2 separate regions of the Mustela erminea genome follow, and region 1 is linked to region 2. The links are chromatin contacts, called in public Hi-C maps. All regions are on one chromosome and are shown on one strand. The core of a region is the stretch at or near the end of the contact, and the rest is flanking DNA. Distances in the headings are between cores, read along the strand shown.

Region 1 (2,700 bases), core at 18-2,517, 250 kb after region 2:
GAGACTGGTTGAAGAGGAAACTGAATCCAGGTTGGGAGAAAAAGGGACTTGTTAAAGTTCACACGTTGGGTGTGGCCAGGAGTGGAATTGTGGATGACTGCTAGTCCTTGACGAGGCTGGTGAGTGATGGAGCTTAATGGGGGTTGGAATTGATGGATTGCCAGTTTACAAGAAGGCATGAGCTCTGAAGGGGAGGCTGAGTCAGAGGTTACTGTAACAGAAGCATCAGCATAGGACTGGGAGAGATGACGAAATTAACCACTAAGGTATTAGGGCAGCTGACTTCCCCAAAAGCAGTGCCCTGAGGCTGACTAGTCAGTCACTCAGACCAACGCAAACTGGACAGGCAATCTTAAGAAACCAGTGAGTCCGCGGTGGGTCTGCAGAGTCTGGCTTCTCCACTGGACTGTGAGGTCTGTGGGGGCAGGGACCATGTTCTAGATTTAGCCCCAGCTTCTAGCAGAGCCTGGAATATAGCAGGGACTCCATGATTTCTATAGAAGTCATACATAATTCAGTGTATGCGCCCAAACAAACTGAAGGTGAGAAGGAACAGACGGAAGGGTAGTAATAACACCCAGCGATCTTGGGGTAGAAGTAGACGGATTTTCCTGGGACGCGGCAGGACAAACAGTCCTAGTACTAAAGCCGGTTGCTGCCAGCTATTTTTCCGCAGGGGTTGGCAAACCGATCCTGGCTAGGAACGAAGGGGCGGTGTTAAATAGGGCTTTTGGGGAGGCCTGGAGAGGCCGAAAGGCGGAGGCTCAAGGAGGGGCCAATAGAGTAGGCAAATTTCCAACCTCAACGTTGTGATTGAAGTGTGTAACGTCACATCCGGTGTGGTGGGCGGGAGCGGGAAACAAAAGGAAGCCAAGGCGCACGCGCCGGTGCTGCTCGGGTTCTGGCGGGTTCTTCCGCTCAGGCCGAGAGAAGTGCTTCCGGGTCGCCGCCGGCTACCGCCTCCCGGCGCGGTAAGTACAGAAGGCAGGCTGCGGCCGCTGTCTCCCTGCCGCTTCTCTTCGCCCTCCCCCAGAGAAAATCCGTGGCCCTGCCGCGGCTCCTCAGGTCCTTCAGTTCAGACTCCTTTTAACAGTAAAGAGCTCCCGCTCATTGGCGCTTCCTCGAGGCCAAGCCCCACCCCGTCGCCCAAGATCCGTCACTCATTGGTGTCATTTTCTGTCACCCAGCATTTCTTCCAGTTAATTGGCCCTACTCAGGCCCCGTTCCTTTCGCTATTGGTAACCCTATAAGGGCAAATGCCTTTTCGAATCCCGCCCCTGCATTCTTCGTGTTGATCCACCCCGCATCATTATCATAATAAGCGAAGAATGGGCGGTGGCTTGGTGGCAAGGGGTGGCCTTTCCGCGCCTCGGCCTAAGTGGCCTCTTCTGCGTAGGGGACGTGAGCTTGGGTGCTCTTGTGCTAATGTCATGGGACGGGAAGCCGAGATTCACGGAAGGGCAGCGGCTGGCCCAGTATCGGTCAAATGAGTTTAGGGTAAAAGCAGAACTAGACGTAGGTGCTTTTCTCCTGCTCATCTCCTCTAGTGCCTGGCCTTGATTTCTTCCCTGTGGGAATTCAGTGCCCCAACTCATGATCTGTAGCCCGTCGTTGCCTGTCGCAGGGCCTCAATTTTTCTGTGAGGTGAAAGACTTTAATTCAGATTCTCTGGGACCTTTTGGTCAGCCCCCTCAGCTGCTTAATCCTTGCCGAATTTACTTATTCTCTCACATGATAGTTCATTCAGCCTTCCATTTACTTATCCATTTACTCATGCCTTTCTGAACCATACTGCACGTGGAACCCCTCACCACCACCCCAGTTTAGCTCTCGTTCAGGAGAGAGGTGATTAGAGTCCTAAATTTCTGACACGGGGTAAGTATGTTAGGGATCATCATAGAGGGGCAAGAAGTAGGTTTTACTGTTTGGAGGAGGTAAAGATAGTGTCAGTGGAGCCTTGTTCTAATTTTGTAGTGTTGGTCTGCATTCATAGATCTACATTTGGGTTCCATTCTCTTCCCCGCCTTGACCAGTTTAAACACTTTACTTCTCCATAAAGGGAATTAATTATCAGAATAACTATGAGAGTGTAGTATAATTATTATTCCCCATTTTACAGATGAGGAAACTGAGGCTCAGAGAGGTTAAGTGACTTGGCCAAGGTCAAAACAGCTAGTAAGTGGTGGAACAGGATCAAACCCAGGTCTATCTAATTCCCACCAAGAAAAGCTATTTCCCTCCTACCTATCTTCTCCACCTCACCCCCAGATTAAACTGTAACCAAATAAAACCCCAACCAAAGACACCTGGTAGCTGGATTTCACCTGGCCCTTTACCTCAGTCTAGGAGCCATGTCCACCTTGTTTCCCTCACTTTTCCCCCGTGTGACGGAGACATTGTGGTTTAACCTGGATCGACCCTGTGTGGAGGAGACAGAGCTACAGCAGCAAGAACAACAGCATCAGGCCTGGGTGAGTAAGGACCTAACAGTGGCGGAGCCTTAGTCAGGTAATAGCTTTTTGCCCTGAGTTGGGAATACTCAAGCTGGGCGGAAGGAGGGCTAGCTTGACATCTTTGTAGGACTCCGATTTACTGTGGGCCCATTAGACTTCTGGGCCAGACTGGAGCCCAGGCTCTTTTCCCTAAAGCATAGGACATAATTTTGACTTTATTGAGGACCTCGTAGATGGGATATTCTAA
Region 2 (2,700 bases), core at 154-2,653:
AGTAAATTCAAGAGTCAAAATTGAAATCAAGGTCTGCCTGCACTCCAAAGTTTATATTCATTTCCCCACGATAATAAAGCAGGAGTAATCCTTTTACCAAAGAAATATTTATTTAGCAGCTCTTTTTGTTCTAGACATTGGTCTGAGTGCTAGTAATGTAAGAGAGAAAAAACAAAGTCCCTATTTTGTGGGGCTCATGTTCTATTGGAGTGAGACAATAAACAACTAATTTCCAGTATATCACGTGGTAAGTGCTGTGAAGAAAAATTAGGCAGGATAGGAAGCATGTGGGAAAGAGAATTGCTATTTTAAATAAAATCGTCAGAGAAGGCTCTGATGACATGAAGTTGGAGGAGAGAAGGAAGGGCAGAAGAGATGGGACTGGCATAAAATAGCTTCTTCCTTGTGGGCTGTCTGGAAAAGAGAGGAAGAAATGGGGGTGCCGGAACTGAGCTCCGAGTTAGAAGACCTGAGCTTTTTTTATTGATGGATTAGCAATTTTTTCCACCTCTGAGCTGAAATTCCCTTTCCTGTAGACAGGAATAACATTTCTTGCCCAGCTTCCCCATGCAGCTGTCATGAGATACGATGCGACAACCCACGTGAAACCCCTTCGAAAATAACACAAGTGAGAAAACAAGACTGGGAGTTAGCTCTTCAACCTAAAGGAAGTCTATGTAAAAATATAAAGAGAATTGTTATTACAGGTGTACTGGTTCCCCTAGACTTCTTTTTTGAAAAGCTGCCGCAGGCTAAAAAAAGACACAGGCTAAAAGAAATAAGCATACATTTCATAAAAGTTTTCTACTGCAGATCTCTGTTTAACTTGCAGTAGTCAGAGCCTGTGTCGCATTAAAAAAATTTTTTTTAATGATTTTTATTTATTTGAGAGAGAGGGCACGAGAGAGGGGTGGGTCAAAGGGAGAGGCAGACTCCCCGCTGAGCAGGGAGCCCAATTCCAGACTAGATTCTGGGACTCCAGGATCACGACCCCAGCTGAAGGGAGTGGCGTAACCAAACTGAGCCACCCAGGCGTCCGCCTGCGTCGTGTATTTTGACTAAACTTGGCAGAAGGCTCTGGGAATCGAACTTCAATTCTAATCTCTACGTTCTACCCAGGCATTTCCCCTCTTACCACGCCCCCTCAGTCAAACTCCACTTCCCAACATGCACTAGGCTTCTCTAAGTCGGCAGTCTTTGTGACGCAAGTTCCACAGCTTTCTGGGAAATGTAGTTTATTTGTTCTCCAGTTACGGAAAAGTCTAAGGCTATGGACTACCACTCCCGTGAAGTAGTGCGGTATTCCACCGCGTTCGCGGCGTCTTCGAACGCGCCGCGGCAGCCATGTTGGACGCGGCCAGCACGGGGGCCGGCACCAGGGGGTAATCGAAGTAGCTGTCACGATGCTGGGGTCCCTGGTGTTGAGGAAAACAGCGCCGGCGCCGCGGCTCCTCCTCCAGCTGCTTAGGTCCTCTTCGCTCCGGAGTCATGGAAGTGCCTCCAGCTCGAGTGTGACCACCGCGGGCCGCGGGCAGCCGCAATGGTTGAGGGCAGCCGTCGGGGGGCGCCCTGGAACATCGCCAGCCTTCCTCCCCCATGAAGGGGCAGCCACCTGGGGGCGCCAGGGAGGACTCACCGAGACCTCGTGCCTCGTAGCCGCAACATCAGGACGCCTTCCTAGCCCAGAAGAAACACTCCCGGGACAGGACAGCTGGAACGGGGTCCCCAGCAGGGCCGGACTGAGCATATGGGCCCTGGCCACCGCGCTTGTGGTTCACTGTTACAGCAAGAACCCGTCTAACAAGGGTGATTATCCGGGCAGTCTGGGTTCGAGGAAGACAGAGGCGGGAGGAGTGACCCGACTCCGTATCTTTGGAGGGCGGGAGTTGCTTATAGACTGAGGTCAGCAGAGCTTCAGGCCTGTAGGGTCTCAGACATCGTCTGGTTATTGGGGCAAGCTGGTGAACTGGAGGACTCAGTGCCTCTGAGTTGGATAACTTCCTGTCATAGGTCAGCTCCCTCGTTTGGGCATTATTTTGTCCATCTGTACAATGGAAACATTGAGACATTCTAAAATTAGAGTGTGGGCCTTTTATGCACTAATATTCTGCCTGGTCGAATTCCTCTCTTAAGTGTTCTCCCAAGAAACTGCTGTGTGTTCTAATGGCAACTATTAGATAGTTTAGAAAAAAAACTATTAGATAGTTTAGAAAGGTGGCCCAAGAAAGGAGTACAGACTTGGTTTCAGTGCCACCTTTGCCACTGCTCACCCCTTGCTCCTCTCTGGTTTCAGGTTCTGCCCTTACACAGTAAAGAATGATTTCTCAGTACTCTTACAGTGCTGTTATTTTGAGTCTTGAATTAAGCAGTCTGGGTCTGCCCATCAGCCTCCTAGGGATTTTGTTGTCCCTGGTCTCAGGTGTGAGGTGATCTTACCCAGCCATGCAGTTGGCAGGAGAAGAAAAACAAAGAAGTTGGATCCTTAGAGACCCAAAGCAACCAGGGGGGCTGGCTGACCCAGGTTGGCATCTCACCTGGGTGCAAGGGAGTTGAGCAGGAACTGGGAGAGCAGGCAGCCAGACTTCTGGCTTATGTGAGTCCAACCTCGCAGGTTCTCAGTAGTTCCTCAGGCGGGAAGGCAGGAAGCATGGTGTTCATAGGTCTCATGCATCCCAAGCTCTGAGACTTGGGAGCAAAAGT

Evidence for each region. Hi-C and Micro-C count contacts between places; a contact is called where the count stands out from the background.
Region 1: a Hi-C map of skeletal muscle shows a contact between it and region 2, with 8 times the contacts expected there. The contact joins the promoter of ANAPC15 here to the promoter of CLPB in region 2. A contact is called at or near these places in 3 of 3 Hi-C or Micro-C datasets (fibroblasts, skeletal muscle and spleen).

What each region holds. Positions count from the first base shown.
Region 1 is chr9:57,309,816-57,312,515 of mMusErm1.Pri, forward strand. ANAPC15 (anaphase-promoting complex subunit 15) reads left to right here and starts at 1,268. Exons shown (of 5, transcript XM_032359567.1): 1 at 1,268-1,644; 2 at 2,342-2,471. The coding sequence starts at 2,352.
Region 2 is chr9:57,056,203-57,058,902 of mMusErm1.Pri, forward strand. It overlaps CLPB (caseinolytic peptidase B protein homolog), which reads left to right and starts at 1,404. Exons shown (of 17, transcript XM_032356714.1): 1 at 1,404-1,806. The coding sequence starts at 1,404.